6 separate regions of the Mus musculus genome follow, and all the other regions are linked to region 1. Evidence: chromatin contacts called from public Hi-C, HiChIP or PLAC-seq, Micro-C and promoter capture Hi-C data. All regions are on one chromosome and are shown on one strand. The core of a region is the stretch at or near the end of the contact, and the rest is flanking DNA. Distances in the headings are between cores, read along the strand shown.

Region 1 (3,470 bases), core at 457-2,956:
GGCGGTCCAGGGGCCGCTGTTCGGTGGGTGGGTGGAGGAGAGAGGGGGAGGGAGGAGGAGGAAGCGCGCCTCGGCCGGCCGCCGCAGTTGGAGTCGGAGCAGGGGGGAGCAGTTTCAAAAAATTATTAAAAATCGAGGGAAAATCCTAGAAACGCTCTGTGGGCCTGAAAACCCCAGAGAGGTCCCAGGCTCCCTGGAAAAGAGGTTTCGGGTGTCCGTAAGGTCGGTATCTCCACCCCAGGGGCTCTAGATCTCAGTGGGGGAAACTTGCGGAGTGTTCGGCTGCGGCCCACAAGGGCAGTAGCTAGGAAGGCTGTGCCTGCTGGGGGTTGGGTGAGACGAAACCAGGGAACCCCCCTCCAGGAGGCATGCGGGACTCTGACCTCTCATTTGGGGGTGCCCCCTAGCCTGCTCTACACACCTCCTCCCCCGCTTCCTACCCCACCCAAATCTGCGCGCTCAAGAAGCAGCCAAACTGTAAGTAACCTTGGTGAACCGAGGGCTGGGGAAGAGGGCACGATCAGAAAGAGGGTGCCCAGGATCATGGGGTGCTGAGAGGGGGTGGGGGCGCCGGCGAATGTTGCCAGTCCTTGTAAATGGAGTTTGCAAAGCAACATGGCGAAACCACGGCAGGTCCAGAGCTGTGCATACGTGGGCACCCTGCTCTCTCGGCAAAGATTGCAAGCAAGGCTAAAGCAGCGGTTCTTTCAGATTGCCCTAAACGCACGTTTTTTTCAGTATGACTTCCGGGGCTCTCCTGAATTCCCTGTTTCTCCCCCACCCCCACCTCCTGCCAAAGTGCCAACGCGGAGTCCTAAGGCTCAGACGGTTTGCCCCAACCCTGAGAGTCGGGGGCGGGGGGGGGCTCTTTATATGTTGGTATGGATTGTTAGGTCGCAACACCCTCTGGGGCCTCACTGAAGGCAGCCGGGGTTGCTTCCACACCACAGGTCAGAAATGGAGATGGGAAGACGAGGAAGCCACATGCAGGCACACGCGCGGGATGCCAACCCCCCGGGGGGGGGAGGACATCCTCACTCACCCAAGTTTTCCTCCACTAGTTAATCTAGCAAGGGACAGAATTAGCGTCTCGCCCAAGGGTGCGGGGCTACCTCGCGCACGAGCGGGGGAGGCCAGCGCAGGGGTAGTTCTCCCGCAGTTTTTAGGATCTCTGCGTGTTGGAGGTAGGGATGGAGCGGCTGGGCTTGCCTCTCCCTGAGAGCGTCGCCCGCACACCTACCTCTAGCATCCAGGTGGCCACCATCCTGCGCATGTACGGTTGGATGTCCTTCTGCACGCACTTGAAATAGGAACACTGCGGGAGGTAGCGCTCCTCGATGGTCAACAGGTTCTGCAGAACGCGGTCTTCCAGCAGGTTGCGGTCCGGCACGGCCCTGCGGACCGGGTCCACCTCGCAGCACAGCAGCTCCATAGCCAGCCGGCCACCACTCGGTCCCGACTGTAAATTTTTTTTATTATTATTATTTTTTGGAGGTGCGGGGGGGTCGGGGAGTGCTTCCCTTACCTCCTTCCTTTGGCTGAATGGGAGATTTGGGAGAGGAAAGAAATGGCAAAGAGAGAGAGGGAGAGAGAGAGAGAAGAGTGGAAGGTGGGCGAGCGGAGCCTCAAGGGCCGCCTGACTCGCACCGGTCCTTCCCTCCGAACTGCCCGGCTCTCCTCAGCTCGCTCTCCTCTCTCGCTCAGGCAGTGACGCAAGCTGGAAGGGCAGTTAGATCTCCTCCCCCTCTCAGGTTCCTCCTCCCCCTTTCCTCCCCTCCTCTAGCGTCCCTCCCCTCCTTTCAATCTTTCCCTCCCTCTCCCCCCCCCCTTCCCTCTTGTTATTAAGGAGCACAGCAGCTGGCCTGACCAAACTTCAAACACGATCCCCGCTCCCCACCCCCAACCCCTCTCCCTACTTCTCCGAGGCCCTCTCCCCATCCAGCCCCGCATGCTAGGGGCCTCGGATAGGGGAACCCACAAACCCCATGGATTCCTATTGATTATCCTTTCTGACATTCTGTAGGCATACCATGGGGGCATAAAGGGTGTGTACGTGTGTGCTCTCTAACTTCGGAGGCTTGCAATGTGATCAGAAAAACAGCCCATTATTCAAGATTCAGGTAGATAGATTTACCATGTGGATGAGTTCAGATAACTTAGAAGTAGACCCCTAAATGAGGAACAAGGAAAGGCTTATTTGAGAAAATTGCAACCTCGCCAAACCAGGGATAAAGGTTATGCCCCTCAAGCTTAGACTCCTGATAACTTTCAAGCTGTTGTCCGCCCCGAGCCACGTGCGTGGAGAGGAAGAGGAGGAAGGGGTGGATGTTGGAGAAAGGGGTGCTTCTTAAGCCTAGTAGAATATGACCCTCCTGCAGAAACCTTTCTGTTCTTGGGGGCGCCATTGGGCAACGCGGCCAGCCTCTCAGAGCGGCCCCAGACCGGGGGCAGGGCTAGCAGCGGTTCCTCCGCGGGCCTCGGCCACGCAGGAAAAACCCGCTTCCTCGCCCCTGCATCTGCTGACAAGCCGCCCTAGGTGTCTGCGCGGAGCGTGGCCACATTGATACAGCTTTCTAGGAAATGGCTCGGGAGGGGCCAGGGAGGGGGAGAGGGAGGGTTTAGGTTTGGCTCTCCCTGCGCCAGCAAGGCCACCCTTCCTTTCCCCGGGGGCTCCTGAGTCCTGCACCCCTCAATCCCCGACCCCGTGGGGTCTCGCGCCTCATCCTTCCGCCAGGATTTTGGGGTCGGCTCTGACATGTGCTCTAAAGCATCCTGTGGTCAAGGCTGTTGGTAGAGGGGGACACGTTGGCGTTTCCTCACCTCCTTCCTGCTCCCACCCTGCCTTTAACTATATTAAAGGAGGGAGGAAGGGGCGAGGAACCACTGGCCCCCGCATGGTGGCCACGCTGGCACGTGCAGATAGCATGGCGTGGGTTGCACCTCTCTGGGCACACGGGGGGGGGCACTGAGTCCCTCCTTCCTTAAGAAGGGGGGATGATCAGGGACGCTTAAGGCTAGCGGAGGCTGAGGCTGGGGGGGGGAGGGGGTGGCACGCTGTGGGAGCACCACCCGTGGGCTCTCGGAAAGGCCCGGGAGGGGAGGCAATAAAGCCGAGGTGCAAGCGATTAACTCCAGCCCTGGGCCAGCCCCTTTAAACGAGGGTGGGGCGGAAGGGGTGGGCGGGGGGAGGGGATATCACTTTAAAAGGGTGAGTATGAGTTTGGGGCGCCGTCTCCCCTCCCTCTATTTGCATAGCCAATAGCTCTGGGGCTCCTGCTACTGCGCGCTGATTGTTACCGGGCAGATTACTTTTTTTTTTTAAAGTAGGAAGCCTTCTCCGCTACATCAAAAGGAAGCCCGGGAAGGGCGGAGGGAGAGCGGGGACCCGGGCGGGCTAGGCCCGCACAGGGGCCTGGGCTCCTCGGACCCTATCAATGGCAGCGGGAATTAGTATCCAATCTACTGCATGT
Region 2 (3,470 bases), core at 388-2,887, 2.4 Mb after region 1:
TTTGCATTCTAATGTAAACGACTAGCATTTTAAAAATCCTAAGAGCTGATTAACCAACATTTCATCTTTAAATTTTCATGTACTGCATACATTTTCAGTGGACTGAAGAACTGCCCTTCAACTAGCTGAGACTGTACATCTATAAAAAAAAAAAACAAAACAACAACAACAAAAAAACAAACCTGAAGGTTACTCAGAAAACAACACTATTACCATTTTCATCCCAGATCTGTCTCAACTGGTTGTAAAATTTCTTCTGAAAGACTTAATTGTATTTGGGTCAAGGGTAAAATGAGTAGCTGGGTATTAAACTATTTTTAATTTGAAAATAAAAACAACAATAAATAAATACAACAATATTATATACCAATTCATTTGTCTTCATATGTAAGAAAGATTACCAGGAGAAAACCAAGAAGTGGGCTATGTATTTCATGTTCTTGTTTTGCCAGTTAAATTCAGTTCACTTTATTTTGCCCATATTTTATAACCATATCACTAAGTCATGTACATAAAATCAGGCAACAGGGCTGCTTGCCTGGTACCACTTAGTAGTCATTTTATTTTCACAGCACAAAGCATCCTTGAACTTTATCTCCGATGTTCCCAAGATATAGGTCTGGAGTTACTGCCAGTAGAATCAGAAGGGTGACCCCGCATCCAAAGAGTCTTAAGATGGAAACCCGGTATGTCAGAGGGGCCTGGGCTGACTCTCTCTATACTATTGAGGGTCTTCCACCAGCATGCCAGTCAGAGCTTTTGGTGCCCAATAAGGCCTTTTCATCAGGACAACTACCCTACAGGTGATACCCACCCCAGAGCAAAGTATTGTTGGGGAAACATAGACACCTAAATGATTTGACCTCTGTATTTTCAAGAACTCAACAACCATGCTTCTGGGTGAACCTTATAAAATGAATGGATTCATCTCTCCTTGAACGTGAGTGAAGCCTGGTGTTCATCGCTGGCATCGCTTCTTCTAACCTTGATGACTTCATGTTCTTCACCCTTACACTTCTTCAAATCCATGAGTCATGCTCTGTTTATGTTGTCTCAGAACCAATTCTAGCACAGATCCAAACATAAGGACACCAGTCAGAAGGAGGAGTTGGGGCAGAGAAGGCAGGCCAGTCGTGGGTGCCAGGCAAAGGTCAAAATGCAAGCACAGGACATTTCAGCCCGGGCTACAAATCTCGTGACGCCTGGCACTTTTCCAACTCCAGACTCCTGATTCCATTGCTCTGGAAACAGCTGGATTTTCTTCCTCTGTGTTTGTTTTGGGCATCAAACAAGAAACTTGAAGGGGAGGGAAGACGACATTTGTTAGAGCATTCTTTGAATTAACAAATTACCTTTAATATCAATCCTCAAAAATAAAAACCCGACTACATGATTTTTGCGTTTCGATGGAGTGGTTTAGGAAAAGCTTGGGTGAAAAGAAGATACACAAATAAACAAAGCTTCTGTCCACCCGGATCCAGCAGGTCCTTAGCGCCGGGGGCGGAGCGGGGGTGGGGCGTCGTGATGTCACAGCACCGCCCTGGTGTTTTTGTGTTTCCAGCTCTTGGGAAAAGCCACCCTATTTCTTTACCTGGTGGTCCTTTACCTTCAGGCCGCGAGATCTCCAGGTCCTTCTCTGGACGTTTAGCCACGTAGTGCGGCGACTGGCGCGTGGGAGCTGACGCGGGTGGAGCGATTGTGATAAGGCTGACATTGACTGGGGGTGGCCAGACGCGAGACGCAGTCATCAGCGCGCGCAGCAGGCCCCGTCCGGGGAGCCCCTACATCCTGAGGTCCATCATGAAGTTCCAGTATAAGGAGGACCACCCCTTCGAGTATCGGAAAAAGGAAGGTGAAAAGATTAGGAAGAAATACCCGGACCGGGTGCCGGTGAGTGGGGGCGGGGAGGGAGAAGGCAAGCTTGAGGAGTTTGGGAGCTGGTTGCCCTGGAGCTACCGAGGTAGCCTGGCGATGGCGGGTGGCCCTGGCACAGGAGGGTCATCGGAATCAAGTATTCTTGACCGGCTTTGACAAGCTTGTATCCCCAGGGCCTGTAGCCACTTTTGGCATCTCGAAAGCGCAGCGTGCGCGTGGTGGGTGAGTCAGCAGGATTCAGCACCCATGGAGGTTGGGATGTGCGCGTGGCGAGGCCTGTGTGTGCGGGGGCGACTGGTTGGGGGCCGCAGATAGGATATGCTATAGAAAAACGCGTCCCAACCCTGTAGCAGCAGGTGAGATGAGCCTTGTGCCCATCCATGTCTGCTCAATTGGTTCTCCATGAAAACGAGTCTCCTTCCCATTTCCTTGAGCGTAGGAGGAAAAACTCGAGAAGCCCCTAGATTCTGACCTGCGTTTTTTTTTTTTTTTTTTTTTTAGAATTGGGGGTGGGGTGGGGTGAGGGGCTTCACCAGGCGGGCCCTCAAACAAGGTCATGCCTGCCTCCACCTCATTATTGTCTCCTGGGCCATGTGTGGAAAAAGAAGGTCCGTGCTCTGCACTGTGATAGGTGGGTGGGCTCTTGGATCTCAAGAACCAGTACTGAGAACCGTTTCCTCCATTAATTATACCCCGATTTAAGCAGCTAATACCTAGTTCATGCAGTGGGGAGAAAAATACTAAGGGAGTCTTCAGCATCCGGGTGTTTTCCACTTTACCCCCTCCCCCGCCCACTTGCCTTTTTTTTTTTCCTCCTCTTTTGAAGGCTGCGCAGCAGAATTGGAAGCAAAGGATGACATCGCTTTTAAATATGGTGGATAGAGGACCAGGGACTTTAAAAAATCGTTCTCTTTATTTGTACAGGCAATGATGTTATATTAGGTTGGCGTTCCTCTAACTTTGAAGGGTAAAAGAGCTGTGCTAACCTGATAATTTTTTTTTTTGATGCATAAGTAATAGGGGGGAGGGACTTCTTCCTTATTCTTTATCTCAGCCAGGGCTACCAGAAGAAACGGAGGTCCAGCAAGAGAAAGCCCTCAGCCCCATTTTCTACCCTCAGCCCCATTTTCTACCCTCAGCCCCATTTTCTATGAGGAAGAAGAGAGCTAACTATTCCACCATTCTCCAGAAATTACATATACATGGCTCTTCCAGAACGGCTGGGCACACTCCAGTCATGCCTTCCTACTACACAGTCCTTCACATGTTATTTCCTTGAGCTCAGGACTGTGGAGGATTGCTTTCAAAATTTCTCTCAGTTTGTCAGCCCCACTTAATATTTTAAAATTACACATGGACCACACAGCTGGCAGCACTCTGAATGCCTTGTCTGTGTACTCACCGACTCTCGTCACAGCATTAAAATCCCTGTGCTAGAGACATGCTCTGAAGCACAGGGCAGTGAAGTCACCACCCACAGGTTTGACATTGCTGACTGGTGGAGGAGAATTCCAGCCCTGGCTGTCATGCTTCAGGGCTTCCAGAGCCCTTGGGCTTCCAGAGTTTTGTTTTTGTTTTTGTTTTCCAGTTTGTAG
Region 3 (3,470 bases), core at 677-3,176, 2.3 Mb before region 1:
CTAGCTTTTGAAGGTGGGGTTTGAGCCTTCTGTAGGAACAGTGACAAGAACCATTCAGGTCGCCCTCTTTCCCCGGGGTCAGTATGACTCAGGCAGGCTGTGGGACCTTTGACCTCCCGCCTCCATCCCTGTGGCCTTTGCTAGACTCAGAGAGCCGTGTCTGCAGAGATACCTGCGATGACCTTGGTTTGCTCGAACACGACCTTCTCGGTGATGCCGGCTTCCCTTTCGTCTAGCTTCTCCCCGATGCAGGCGATCACCCCGAGTCCCTCTGCTAGGGCGTGGCTCACTTTCTGGCCAATCAGCTGTTGAAGAACAAATGCTAGGTAGGTAAGATACCCTCTCCCCCAGGATCAAAGCATCCCCTATCTCCCCTCCTGTTTACTGACCTCATCTGATTCTCCAAAGACATGTCTTCTTTCTGAGTGCCCCAGCACGACCCAGGTGGCTCCTAAGTCTTTGATCATGCCAGGGCTAAAACAAACACACACCAAAGTTCGGCAAGAAGCCCTCACGAGGAAGGTTTTCCCTCTACATCCCTCTCTGCCTCCATCTCACCTGATTTCCCCAGTGAAGGCCCCATTGGTCACTTTGTAGCAGTTCTGTGCGGCCACAGCAATTTTGGGATCCAGCTTCTGTCTGGCAAAGTCGATGTAAGCGGTGGGCGGTGCACAAACCACCTCTGAGGACGAGATCAGAGAAAGCCCCTCACTCTTCAGGCTCCCGGTCTTGCATTCACTTTCTTGGTTCTACTTTCCTTCGTTTTTCAGTCCAGAAAGTTGACCTTTGTCCACTACAGAGCCCAGGCTAGGCCTGTAGCAATACCAGAGCCTTCCCAATGCCTCTGATAGGCCACGGCCCTTACCCTGCCCTCTGCTCTTTTAACAGCTGTGGCTCTAATTTCCTCAGGCTATTCTGGGAATGGGCATCTCCTCGACTCAGCATTCTCCAGGGGTAACCCCTTTCTAAAATAGCCCATCCCACATACCCATCCCGGGAAGGATTTTTTAGCATAAGAGGTCCACCGCGGGAGTTTGTATTGGGCTCTTCGGGAAATGGATGATCAGAGAGAATACCCTTTGGCCATTCTCCAGGTTCCCCGATTTAGGTGGGTAGAAGCGGGAAGGATGGAGGGGTAGTGTCGTGAGCAGCAGGGAACTGACTAGCCCACAGAGACCTTGTGTTTTCCTATTTCCAGTCTGAGAAGAGCTGAATTTTTTTTTTTTTTAATTCCCCAACGGCTCAGCATGTTTGGCATCTGCTAGGGGCCTAAGGTGGAAGGCAGGAGTGGCCCATGCTGTGAAGGATAGGGATGTGGAAGCCCCCAGCTCAGAGGCCTAAGCATACGACGGCGCGGGGAGGAGTTTCGGGCTACGTGCAGAGACGCACGGAGCCAGAGGCCGAGGGGGCAGGTAGCTGAGAGCCCGCGCAAGCTCAGCTTCCTCCCTCACAATCTGGGGGACACGTGCCACTTGCTTATCCAACCCGACACTGGTTCTTCTTCTCGACCCTAACCCCTAACTGGTGCAGCTCCGGTCCACTCCCAAGGGCGATCTTCTTTGCACCCTGCCCCCAACCCCAAGAACCCCTTTCGGGCCCCACAAACCCAGTGCAGCATTTAAATGCTTTTCCTCTTCAGCAAGTCTCTGCTGCCGGGACACCAAATGGCTCTTGTCCCCAGGCCACCATCCAGGTCCACTCAGACACTGAGCAGGTGGTGCCACGCCCGACCCTCCACCCCCACGTCCCGCCGCCCCTGCTAAACAGAGAGCTCACCGGTGCCTGCCGGCACGTTGGCTGCGTTCAGGGTGCAGATGAGTTCTCCCAGGCACTTCTTCCTCCCGTTCATCTTCCAGTTGCCCCCAACGAAGAACTTCCTGGTAGGCGCCATTGTACCAGGCTCAAGTCTCTGAAGGTCAGTACAAACGCACGGCTCTCTCCACTGGCCACTTATATAGATGGCTGTGAAGCAGAACTCCTCCTTCTCCCCGCCCTCCGCCATGGTTAGCCCGGCCCCTTGCTGCTCCGCCTTCCCCTCCATCTGCCTCTCCACCTCCCGGTGTTTCGACGTTCTGGCGTTCTAGAGCAATCAATGTTCTAGAGGGTTCAGGGGGCTCAAACGTCCTGCCTCAGTGGCTCGACAGTTGAGATGTTGAACCTCGCGCTCAGGGAAACAAACTTTTTGGGATTTCAGAAGACCAAGGGGCATTTCCTGTGGAGGTGACAGCAGCAGGGCCTTGGACCCTGGGGTTGAGGGCACCTTTCCAACTCCGAAAGCGCCCCATTCCCTCATAGCATAAAGCAAAGTCACGGTTGAGGAGCCCTTCCAGTAATCACAAGGAAGGGGGCCAAGTGTGTCACCAACGTCGCTGGTGATTACGGGGTCCTTGCAGTTGTCAGACCTTGGCCAAATGGAGCAGAGTGGGACACTAGTGTGTGGGGGGCAGGGAGGGAGGCAGGCTGGCTGCAGCCGTGTAAAGGAGTCAGCTGATATCAGTCAGTGTGGACTGCCCACCCTGCCCTAGGTCCTTCATTTGCCCAGCAACAGTGGGGCTAGACCAAGTGCATGGTCAGTTGGGGGGGGGGGGGTGATGCAGCCTCGCTTCTGAATTTTCCCTTTATTTCCCATCCCCCCACCTCAGTTTTCTGAGCATTTCTAGAGCTAGAGAAAAGGAAATTGCCTGGGGGGGGGGGACGGCAAAGGACCCCAGTTGGGCCTCTCTAAACCTTCCCCTTCCAGTAATCCTCCCCAGAACTAGTAAGTCTCCCCCAAAGAACTGAAACCAGTCAGCCCCCGTACTTTTATTCACATCATGTATTTTGGCATTTTTCCAGAGGACCATAAAGACAGACCGGAGGCTGAGGCAGAAGGGCAAAGGGTGTGGGGAGGGTCCTATTTCCCTCAGAGCCTCCTCTGCCCCACCACAAGGGAGCAAACACTTAAGGGGAGGGGAGGCGCAGTCGCTCCCTCCCCTGGAAAGATGCATAAAGCCACATCCACACACACACACAGGTAAGAGCCCGCCCCACATCAGGGGTTGGGCCATCACAGAGAAGCAGAGCACTGTGGATTCAAGGGGCAGGGGAAGGAAGCAACAAGGTCCCACTGTGGACAGGCAGTTGGCCCCTCCTGTCCCATCCCTGCTCTGTCCCCAGAGTCTAATGAGTACCCCTCCTCTTTGTTTGGCCATTCTCCTATGACCTCCAGCTCCTTCCCACTGCTGGGGACAAAAACAAAAAGGGTACAGAGCAGGGGCTGAAGTCCATCCCTCAGCCGTCCCTCATGCCAGATGGTCTGTCCCCTGCTTCAAGTGGAAGGGCTGAGGGCAGGCTCTTAGCTGACCACTCTCTGGTAGAAGTAGATGTAGCCCAGGTCCTTGGGTGGCTTTTCAGAGGCACACACTTTCTGGTCATTGTAGATCACCCACCTGGGGAGTGGGGAAAGGGACAGAGAAGGGTGAGCGGTGGGC
Region 4 (3,470 bases), core at 634-3,133, 2.2 Mb before region 1:
TATTACCAGGTGGGCTTTCTCATACACTCCCGGGCCAGGCAGGAACTAAGTCAGCTTAGCATGAGCCAGGCCCTGGCCTGAGTTTTCTACTGCGGTTGATGGAGGGGTGAGGGGAAGGGAGAGAGAATACCAGAGACCAAAGTCCACAGGGTTGGCCCCTCTCCTCCTGGGTCCTGTCCTGGTCACTGTCCTTCCATGATCTCTTGTCCAGGAGGGTATGTGACCTGCCCCCAGCTGCTAAGCAGCTCTCTGGCCTCTCCAGGGGCACAGAAGCTCACCCAGGCTAACACCAACTCACACATCTGCAGGGGAGCACCCACTCACTCTGTAGACACATGGCCCAATGTTTGGGCATTCTGGCACAGTCTCACAGGAGCACACTGTAGCCACTCACAAAGCAACAACATGCCTCCAGGACATCTCAGTCAGTCTCCGCATGCACACATGTAACTGACACGGGCGGTCCCACACACTCGCTGGATCTCAGACATACAAAGACGCCTACTCGGTGAAGTCACATGCCACCGCACAACCCACCGGAGGGCCACACAGGCACACCTTATCAGATCTCACATGTCCCCTCTTCCCACTGCCTTTCATCCTATCAGCTCCCTCCTTCCACTTGGACCTCGAGAACTATACTGCGCCCCCCCCCCCAAAAAAAAAAGACTGGGCTCCCAGCCCCCAAGCCTGGCCGCATTAATTTCCCTAAGCGGCACTCCGCAGTTTCCCTGGGGAAATTAGAGGAAGGCTGAAAGAGAGACAAGGGCAAAGGGATGAGGCCGGGAAAGGCAGCTGCTGAGAGCAAAGATAGCTTGACGTATGGTCAGGCGATGCTGAGCTCCAGCTTTTTCGAAGGCTCGTTTCTCCGTCTTTCTGATTTTTAGAAATTCAACATGAGGGGAGGCGATAATGGAAAAAAAATGGAAATCGGTAGTAGAGGAAGAACAAATGAAGATGGGCAAAAAATTTTTTTAAAAATTAAAAAGGGGGGGTGGAGAGGAGCAGCCCTTCAGGGACGAGGACAGACGGTCGGGCGGCAAGGGGAGGAGCCGAGGAGTAGCCTCCCGGGAGAGTCCTGTTTACACTTGAGGATCCCAAACCGCTTAGCAGAGGAAAGGTGAGGTCATAGTGGCAAGAGACCTGGGGGCTCGGCTCGGACATGGGGCCCGGGAAGCTAGAGGCGCCGCTCTCCGACGAGAAGGCGGACCGGGCAGAGGCGGGCGCGGCAGGCAGGGCACGAGAGGGGTGGGGATGGCGGGGCCGGGCGCAGGCCGGGCGGTGAGGCCCGAGCCACGGCGCGCTGGGCCGCTAGAGGGCGCCGGTGGTGCCGAGCGGGATAGGCAGCGCCGGGCTCCGAGCGGGGGGAGGGCGCAGCGGGGTCCGCGGGGACCGGGCGCCAGGGCCGCTCGGGGCCGTCGGGGGCGACCGGGCGCGAAGGACCGCGCCGATCCCGGGGCCGCCCGGGTGCCGCGCCGCCGCCGCCCCTGCCCGTACCTTGGCACTCAGCTCGGCCGCTGCCTCCACGCTCTTCTCCGACATGGTGCCGGGGCCGGGGCTGGCAGGGAGCCGGGGTCCCGGGGCCGAGGCGGAGGAGCCCTGGACGGCGGAGGGTGGCCGCGGCCGGAACTTGGCGCGGTGGCGGCGGCGGCAGCGGCAGCGACGGCCGCTCGGCAAGCTGGCTCGCTGCAAGAGGCGGCAGAGGCGCGCGGGGTGGGGCGGGGGTGGGTCCCGAGCAGAGACCCGCAGGGCTGCGGCCGTCCGGAGGGCGGGCGGGCGGGCAGGCGGGAGGACGATGCGGGCGGTGGCCGGCGCGCTCCGGTCGCGGTCGCTCGGTCTTGCTCGCCGCCCCCGCACCAGCAGAGCTGCCGCCGACCAGCCGCTGCCGCCCCCGGGAAGGGAACCCGCTTTTAAGGCGGCGCTGCCCGACGGGAGGGGCTTCCCAGGGGTGGGGCAGGCGAGAGCGGGGAGGAGAGGAGAGGGGAGGGGGATGAAAGAGGAGGTTGGAGAGGTGGGGATAGGAGGATGAAAGCGAAGGGCGGGAGAGCGAGCGGGACAGGAGGAAGGACGAGACCGGGCGGGGGAATGGAGAGACTGACGGTTCGGGAGCGAGCGGAGTGGGGCGAGGAGGTGGGAAGGGGTGGGGTTCCTGCGGGGAGACACCGCTCCAAATGCCAGCCTACTGCCTGCAAGCTGGAGTCTGGCTCCTGGGGGCGGACTGGCCAGACTCCTGCTGACCTCCTCCTTTTAGCCCTGGGATTTTGCTAAAGTGGGGGTGCAGGGAGTGGGGCTGTAGATGTAGAGGCTGGGCAGGTATTTGAGAAACCAAAAGCTGAAAGGAGAGGAAGAAGGCTGCAGAGCCACTTCCATTTCTCGCTCCTGTCCGCCTTCTCTAGGTGGCCTTGAGGAGGAAAGTGAGAGTACAAAGGACAGCCTGGGCCTCTCGGCTGGACTTGACATTTGTGGTCCTTGTCGGGTTCCTTCCAGTCTGTTTCGGGGGATGTGAGGGGCCCTCTGATGTTCTCGTCTGCCTCTTTATTCTTCTCTCCTCTTACCTGTCTCACCTCACTTAATTGCCTGGTTCTTGTGTTTCTCTTCACCTCTTCATTCATATAGACCGAGACCCCTCCCTTACAACCATCTACATCTCTTATGTCTCAATTTACTTTGCTCCAGATAACACTGTTTTCTTACCTGATTATCACCTGGCCCTATAAACTTAGCTAATTTTCAACTCTTTCCGATTGTCCTTGTACATTTTCCCTCTCGTAGCTCTTCTCTGTCTTCCCCCCAGTCTTTCTGAATTCAATTGTCCTTTGCACACACGGGCCCAGATACGGGGTTCCTTGTCCTCAGCGCCTCACCCCTAGGTTCAGAATCTTTAGATAATTTTTTGAGAACCCTAAGATTCAGAAAGAGACGGGCTGGCCTGTCAGTCTGAGGCCCGAACGGTGGATGAAGAAGAAGGCTGGGCTTTGGGAAAAGATTGTCTTTGGGGTGTGTGTGTGTGTGTGTGTGTGTGTGTGTGTGTGTGTGTGTGTGTGATCTGTCATTATTACCCCTCACCTTTTCCTAATCATTTTTATTTCCTTAATAAAAAACATCACCTTTAGCCAGATGACCTATTCAGCACTTGGGAAGCTGAGGCAGGAGGATTGCCATTAGTTTGAGGGCATCCTGAGCAATACATCTTGCCCCTTCCCGACCCCCCCCCCCAATTAGAAAAAAAGGGAAGCCATTGTTGGTCTTCCATCATCATTTAGCATGTGAGCGTGTCAACACACCATCGTTTGATCTCTCATACACATCTCCTGGTTTCTCTGACTCTTAATTCAGTTTCTTCGTCTCATAAATCTTTGCGCCCCACCCTGGTTTTTCCTGGCAGGGTTCGGTCCACCTTTTCTCTGAGATCTCTCCATTTCCCCTTTTCAATGCGCTTCTCAGACTTCAGTGACTGATGTCTATAGCAA
Region 5 (3,470 bases), core at 662-3,161, 2.1 Mb before region 1:
GAGTTGAGGAGGGAGGAGAGTGAGAGAGAGAGAGAGAGAAGTAGAGGACTGGAGAGAGGCTGGCCATCATGAACATGGAGAGCAGGTGATGATGGGGATAGGAGGGAAGGGACAGCAGGAAGAGAGTTAGAGAGCAAGAATTACTAGATATTTTTATATTGTATCATGCATGGTCTCTTTGGTTGTTTAATGTTTCTTCATTATACATTTAATATTTATTCATGGGTGCCCCATTAGCCCAGTTGGTTAGAGCACGGTGCTGGTAATAAATAAATAAATTATAATTATCCGAGACTTGTTTTTACTGTAGCCTAGGCTGACCTTGAATTCACTGAGTAGCAGAGAATGGCCTTGATCCCTTGATCATCTCGTGTGTTCTCTGAGTGCTGAGGTTATTGGCATGTGATAATGTTCCCAGCTGTGACTGTTTCTTGAAGGAAGGCACCTGTGTGTTGGTATCCTCGTTCTCGGTCGGTAAGTAGCTAGCTCTTTACCTTGTTAGTACTCTGTCAAGGGTATGTCGAATGAACTTTAGTGATGGTGAGTACAGAGCAAGGCATGGTAGAGGACTCTCAGTCCATGGTGGTGATAGGCTATCTGTCCACGGAGGCTGCCTGGACTTGAAGGTGGCAGTGTAGAGGACTTCTGGAATGTTGAGAAATAGTTTTGGGATGGGGGTTTGTAATTGTTATGGGATGTTCTGGGTGAGTTAAAGTTTTTCATCATGAAGTTTTATGCAAGTGTTTCATCTAGTCAGCATATTATTTGTTTGAGTTTACACAAACATTCAAAGCTGGAGGGAGGTAAGTATCTAGAACATACCTGGATTTGGTGGGGTTTGTTGGGGCTCGAGGTTGGCTCTTGGTTCCTGAGTGTCTGCAAATGATGAGCTAGGAAGTCTGGGGGTCCTGAACTTTGAGAGCCCAGAATGCTCCTATTGCCCAGGAAGGGACTAAAGTGTGTGCTAGTGGGGACAGGGCAGTTAGCAGTTTGCCACACCCTCTCTGCTCTAGTTGGAAGAGCCTGACAACTTCTAGAGGTGGGGGAGGTTGTGACAATTAGGGGATGTCTGGCCAGACCTGTGTGCGGTGATGGAGTGTAGCAGAAGTATTATGGGATGTGGCACTGGGTTGTGTTGGGACAATTATGGTATCGTGGGCTTTTTGAAATTATGGGATGGGAGAGTAGATAGAGTAAATGATAGGACATTTTCCCAGTGTTAGTGGAGGAGATTTAGATGTCCATTTGTGGGGTGACAGCAGAGCTGCTGATCATTAGTGAGTATCTCTTTGCTAGGAGGAATGGTAATTTATGGACCATGGAGCTAGAAAGAGACTGGGAAGGCTGTGGGTGGTAAAGTGAGCATCTAGAATCTCAACCCTAGTGCAGGGACTGAGGGCAGCTCTGGGGGGGTTGGATATTATGGGATATCAGTATAGAAAGTGGGAGACTGATTATTACGGGATCCGTGTGGGAGGAGGCCCAGTGTCCGTTGTTGTAGTATGGGGTGGGTGAGTTTCTGACAATCATGGGATGTCAAACTGGGGGTGGTTATTATGGGATGTCGGTGGGGGATGGGTTGAATATTATGGGATATGAGGCTGAAGTGCTGGGAGGGGTGCTTATTATGGGATGGCCAAGGGGAGGGAGGGGTAATGAGTTATTATGGGATGTTAGCAGTAAGGCCAAGAGTGAAGAAGTTGGCAAAGAGTGGTTATTATGGGTTATCTAAGGGAGGGGGAGCAGGTTTTAGTTTGTAAAAGATCTGCACTATATGTCTGTAGCCCCGGGCACATATATGCATAGAGTGTGGGGGGCGGGGTGTGTGTATGTGGGGTGTCCGTGTGTATTATGGGATGGCCAGGAGGTGGGCGGTTGCCCAGGTGACGCGCGCGCGCGCTCGACGGGGGCGTGGCCAATGGTTGCCTGAGCGACGAGGGGGCGGGGGTTGCCCGGGAGACCTAAAGAGGAGGGTGGCGGTAGTGGAGGGGGGGGTTGGAGTTGGTTGAGGTTATTATGGGCTGTCCGTGGGGGGCGGGGCCTGTGCGGTGGGATTTCCCGGCCGGTGTTTCGGGCCCTTTAAGAGGCGACGCCGGAGCCGGAGCCATTTTCCCCCCTTCGGCCGCGGCGAGGAGGAGCTGGAGCGGGAGTGACACCGGCGAGACCCAGCGCGACCTGAGGCGGCTCTAGGGTGAGGAGCGCGCGAGGCAACGGGAGAGACATCTCTCTCAGCCCGACGTCGTCCCGGGGGTCATTCCTTCACCTGTCCCTTCTTCAGGCGTCCCGGGGCCCGCGGGCCGTCCCCTCTCCAGGGAGCCGACCCTTCTTCCCCGGAGGCGGCCGGGTTACCTCCAGACGGCGCCCTGCCCTGAGGGAGTCCTGCTCCCCGCCCCCCCCCCCTCCTGGGCTCGGCCTCCCACAATGCCGGGCGAGCGCCTGCCCGCCCGCCCCTCGCCCTTTGCTCGCTAGCCCCCCGGGACACGTGGCCCGGCCCCCTTCCCGGTGGGTGCTCGCTTTCCTCCGGCGTCCCGACTCTTCGGGACCCCGGAGCGCCCGAGCCTCCACGCCCCCTGGTCCCCGCCGTTCCGGAAGAGAACCTGAGTTGTCCCAGAGGACAGCCTTTGGAGAGCTGCCCTGTCTGGGGACTGGCCCCTCCCCGGGCGCAGAGGAGCGCCCCCCCACTCCCAAGTGACCTTGTGTCCCCGAGCACCGGCCGCCTCCCCTGACCCTCTCCGCGCCTCCCCACTCGAACCCCACTCCCCAGGCACTCCTGGCTCAGGCCAGGCTAGCTTCTTCCTTCCCCTCCATGCACCAGCCTGCCCTCGGGGGCGTCATTCCCTCTTCTTGGGGGCTCCTGCTGGGGAGCCGGCTCACGGGCTGTCCCCGAGGAGTGTGGAACTAAGTTCAGCCTGAGTGGTTCGGGTGCTTGGCTAGGGTGGTAGGGCAGGGGGGCGGAAAGAGCGGGTGGGGGAGGGGGACTGCGCGTCACTCACTGTTCTCCCCCCTCCCCCGCACAGTGACTCGGGCCAGTGCAGAGGGCCCCAGGCCGCAGGCAGGAGCAGCTGGGCCAATTCCCTGGCCGGGGAACGGAAGGGGATGGCGTCGGGCCTGGGCTCCCCGTCCCCCTGCTCAGCGGGCAGTGAGGAGGAGGATATGGACGCACTTCTGAACAACAGCCTGCCCCCACCCCATCCAGGTAACATCTTCCCGGAGGGCCCAGGGCAGGAAGATGTTTGATCTTTCCTCGAGACTCCAGTGAGGCTGCGTTCGCGCGCTGCTTGTCCCTGTGCAGAACCCAGGGTGGAGGGCATCCGAAGGGAGTGGTTCTTTTCTGCGGAGCTCTTGTGTGCTGGGGGGTGCTGGGGGAGGTGGAAGCCATGTGCCTCTTGGGCACCACGGACCCAGATGCAAGCTGGCTTCACTCAAGGCTGTCTGGAATGCTCCGCAGTCCCCGGTTGAGGGAGCTCTCT
Region 6 (3,470 bases), core at 546-3,045, 2.0 Mb after region 1:
CATTGCATACACCAGCAAGCGTTTGCTGCAAGGAACCTGATATAGCTGTCTCTTGTGAGACTAGGCCGGGGCCTAGCAAACACATAAGTGGATGCTCTCAGTCAGCTATTGGATGGATCACAGGGCCCCCAATGGAGGAGCTAGAGAAAGTATCCAAGGAGCTAAAGAGATCTGCAACCCTGTAGGTGCAACATTATGAACTAACCAGTACCCCGGAGCTCTTGACTCTAGCTGCATATGTATCAAAAGATGGCCTGGTCGGCCATCACTGGAAAGAGAGGCCCATTGGACACGCAAACTTTATATGCCCCAGTACAGGGGAATGCCAGGGCCAAAAAAATGGGAATGGGTGGGTAGGAAAGTGGGGGGCAGGGTGTGGGGGACTTTTGGGCTAGCATTGGAAATATAATTGAGGAAAATATGTAATAAAAAAAAGAGTTGACAGCTTTCTTTCAAAACTTTAACCAAGACAAATTAATAAGTAAGTTACAGTTGTATTTTTTCAAAGGAGATGGACTCAGGGCTTAAAAGCTCTTGCCACATAATCCTGACCATCTGGCCTGGATCACAGGAGAACAGGGCAGCAGGAGAGGACAGACTCCTACACATATGCTGTGGCATAGATATGCCCCGCTCAAGAAATAAAGTAGTTTTTTAATGGGCCAAATGGGTAACTCTCCAGTGTTTCAAATAGTTGAATGTGACTATTGGATATAAATATTTATTACGCAGTAAAATCTGTTTGGTTTTTTTGATCTCCCCAGGGTTCTCTGTTTCCCAGAACTGTTGCAGGCCTGTGATAAGAAAGGGTAAGAGGTTCAAAGCTGTTAAAAACAATGAATTCATGAAATTCTTAGACAAATGGATGGATCTGGAGGATATCATCTTGAGTAAGGTAACCCAATCAGGAAAGAACACACATGATATGCACTCACTGGTAAGTGGACATTAGCCCAGAAGCTCAGAATCCTTTTTAGAAGGGGGAACAAAATACCCATGGAAGGAGTTACAGAGACAAAGTTTGGAGCAGAGCCTGAAGGAAGAGACTGCCAGAGACTGCCCCACTTGGGGATCCATTCCATAAACAACCACCAAACCCAGACACTAGGCAGATGCCAACAAGAGCCTGCTATAGCTGTCTCCTGAGGGCCTTTGTCAGTGCCTGGCAGATACAGAAGTAGATGCTCACAGTCATTCATTGGACAGAGCACAAAGTCCCCAATGAAGGAGCTAGAGAAAGTACCCAGGGAGCTAAAGGGATCTGCAACCCTATAGGTGGAACATCATTATGAACTAACCAGTACCCCAGAGCTCTTGACTCTAGCTGCATATGTATCAAAAGATGGCCTAGTCGGCCATCACTGTAAAGAGAGGCCCATTGGACTTGCAAACTTTATATGCCCCAGTACAGGAGAACGCCAGGGCCAAAAGTGGGAATGGGTGGGCAGGGGAGTGGGGGGGGGAGGGTATGGGGGACTTTTGGAATAGCATTGGAAATGTAAATGAGGAAAATACCTAATAAAAAATATTAAAAAAAAAAAAAAAAGAAAATCCCTGTGACCTCAGTAAGGTCAGCTTGAATTATGTTTCTAAATCAGAGTGTGCTGAAAGAGAAACGAAACACAAAGTAAACCAGAAGCAAACAGGAAAGTCAGTCTCCAGATGGCGCCAGTGTGGCTCCTGACCTTGAAATGCGTTTCCCAATGAGATTTTGTTAGGCCCTGAGCCAACCAAGCGTGTGTGTATGTACAGAAAGGAGGAGCTACAGGATTAGCTAAATACTGAAACCTCCCCACGTATTTGTGCCTCTCAGCTTTCAAGTTTCAATCCTGTAGTGGAAACTCAGCTCCTCAGCTCTGAGATGTGTGTCACAAAGGCTTCCCTACCTATGCTTAGTCCCACAGGCAGCCCGCAGGAGGTAGAAGTGGGTAAGTATTCAATAGTATTTGAACCAATGGGAGGGGCAGAGAGGAGTTTCAAACAGGGCAGGAAGGCAAAAGAGTTGAACCTTGAACAAAAGATTAAGAACAGAAGGGCGTCTGTGAGCCCGTCACTGTGGGTCTGCAGAGCAGGAGAATGCAGTCGGGATTAGCTATGAGGTTGTTACATTAGTTATTCTATCGGAGCATACAATACTCGAATAGTTCTCAGGCAAGAGAAATGAGCAGCGAGTCACCTTCTAACTGCCAGAGCTGTAGCCACAGCGTTCTCGCTTTGTACTTAGCTTGCTAGTCCACTCTTCCCAGGGATCTGGTAAGTTACAGTCTGGTGGATTACATCAAATTGCTGTAGTAAACGTTTGCTTTAAGTCCCTGAGTGAAGGAAACTCAGACAACAGCTTTGCAATGTGCATAGTGGCAGAAGTTGCCTGGGAAGCTTGGAGCTTGTGTTTTGCAGATCCATTGTAATTAAAATAGAATTGTAAGGGGGTGGCTTGGGGTGGGGTGGGGGTGGGGGGCGCTGAACCTACTCAGGACCAAATCCTTTCTGTTTTGAGCTCTTGATAAGTTACAGAAAAAGAATATAATGGGGTTTCCTACTTAATTCTTCAGAAAGGAAGCAAAATTGTGTTTCTTGTGTTTCAAACTGTCTATGCTCCATTATATTGTGTTCCTTTATTTTCCTTTTCCCCCTCATTCCTGTTTCTTCACATTAATTTTTTTTTTTTTAATTTGTGGAAAGACTACTGAATTTTGAGAAAGTAAGATTGACATCTATCAAAATACAAAATTCCCAACAAATGCTAATGTTTATCACTTAAACCAAGTATTCTGAAATAATAATAATAATAATAATAATAATAAATTATAATAAATTATTATTACTGAGGATGATGATGACTGACTGACTGATTGATTGATTGATTGATTCTTTGGCAAAGTCTCATACTTTACCCCAAGCTGGCCTGGAACTCCTGCTCCCTCTGCCTCAGCAGGGTTGACTTTTTAAAATCAAATACACAAATATTTAGCCATTGGAAACATTTCCTGAGAATGTGGAGCTTCTGTCTCAAGTGCAGCTGTTGCATAGCTAGCTGCAGGCATTTTGAAGCCTGTCTTGTGAATGTGGAGCTCCTGTCTCAAGTGCAGCTGTTGTATAACTAGCTGCAGGCATTACACAACTTCACTCCTTTGAAGCAGTAGCTTGTTTTATCATTGAAACAGTTTTTAAGTAAGCTAAAAACCAGGCCAGCAATACTTCATTTCTTTGGGTTTTTTGAGAGATCATTTCCAACATTACTTTTAAATAAAGACAGGAAAGTTATGTTCAAATTGTGCTATGGAACACATTCGAATTTAGAAGGAGATCTGTGTGTATACAGCAAAATTCCTGTTTACATATTAGAAGGAAACAGACAGTATCAGAATTATACTGGTGTAAACACAGAGGATTATCTGTAAATCTTACTCTTAATATCATATAAGAAATGCTGGTGTAGAACTCTAAATAAATAAAATTACCATTCTGAG

What was found. Promoter capture Hi-C pulls out the DNA fragments that hold promoters and counts their contacts. A called contact is a pair of places that touch in the nucleus more often than the background predicts. HiChIP or PLAC-seq counts read pairs in DNA pulled down with a chosen protein or histone mark.
Region 2: a contact with region 1 is called in a promoter capture Hi-C map of liver, with 6 times the contacts expected there. The contact joins the promoter of 1700101I11Rik here to the promoter of Ccnd2 in region 1.
Region 3: a contact with region 1 is called in a Hi-C map of B cells, with 8 read pairs. The contact joins the promoter of Tpi1 here to the promoter of Ccnd2 in region 1.
Region 4: a contact with region 1 is called in a Micro-C map of embryonic stem cells, with 5 times the contacts expected there. The contact joins the promoter of Ptms here to the promoter of Ccnd2 in region 1.
Region 5: a contact with region 1 is called in a Hi-C map of B cells, with 6 read pairs. The contact joins the promoter of Chd4 here to the promoter of Ccnd2 in region 1.
Region 6: an H3K27ac HiChIP or PLAC-seq map of thymic regulatory T cells shows a contact between it and region 1, with 7 times the contacts expected there. The contact joins the promoter of Clec2d here to the promoter of Ccnd2 in region 1. A contact is called at or near these places in 1 of 39 promoter capture datasets (liver) and 1 of 115 datasets of contacts at active chromatin or transcription factors (thymic regulatory T cells).

What each region holds. Positions count from the first base shown.
Region 1 is chr6:127,149,342-127,152,811 of GRCm38.p6, forward strand. It overlaps Ccnd2 (cyclin D2), which reads right to left and starts at 1,707. Exons shown (of 5, transcript NM_009829.3): 1 at 1,241-1,707. The coding sequence starts at 1,432. It overlaps 9330179D12Rik (RIKEN cDNA 9330179D12 gene), which reads left to right and starts at 48. Exons shown (of 3, transcript NR_040274.1): 1 at 48-222.
Region 2 is chr6:129,531,647-129,535,116 of GRCm38.p6, forward strand. 1700101I11Rik (RIKEN cDNA 1700101I11 gene) reads right to left here and starts at 1,638. Exons shown (of 2, transcript NR_045270.2): 1 at 1,592-1,638; 2 at 301-1,296. It overlaps Gabarapl1 (gamma-aminobutyric acid (GABA) A receptor-associated protein-like 1), which reads left to right and starts at 1,546. Exons shown (of 4, transcript NM_020590.4): 1 at 1,546-1,890. The coding sequence starts at 1,801.
Region 3 is chr6:124,812,232-124,815,701 of GRCm38.p6, forward strand. It overlaps Tpi1 (triosephosphate isomerase 1), which reads right to left and starts at 1,927. Exons shown (of 7, transcript NM_009415.3): 1 at 1,777-1,927; 2 at 559-682; 3 at 390-474; 4 at 173-305. The coding sequence starts at 1,891. Usp5 (ubiquitin specific peptidase 5 (isopeptidase T)) reads right to left here. Exons shown (of 20, transcript NM_001326594.1): 20 at 2,788-3,428. The coding sequence ends at 3,335.
Region 4 is chr6:124,916,063-124,919,532 of GRCm38.p6, forward strand. Ptms (parathymosin) reads right to left here and starts at 1,884. Exons shown (of 5, transcript NM_026988.2): 1 at 1,498-1,884. The coding sequence starts at 1,542. A230083G16Rik (RIKEN cDNA A230083G16 gene) reads left to right here and starts at 801. Exons shown (of 2, transcript NR_152158.1): 1 at 801-1,120.
Region 5 is chr6:125,094,070-125,097,539 of GRCm38.p6, forward strand. Chd4 (chromodomain helicase DNA binding protein 4) reads left to right here and starts at 1,912. Exons shown (of 39, transcript NM_001346610.1): 1 at 1,912-2,191; 2 at 3,018-3,196. The coding sequence starts at 3,097. It overlaps Mir7045 (microRNA 7045), which reads left to right and starts at 2,955; the gene lies at 2,955-3,017.
Region 6 is chr6:129,178,820-129,182,289 of GRCm38.p6, forward strand. It overlaps Clec2d (C-type lectin domain family 2, member d), which reads left to right and starts at 1,796. Exons shown (of 5, transcript NM_053109.3): 1 at 1,796-1,928. The coding sequence starts at 1,862.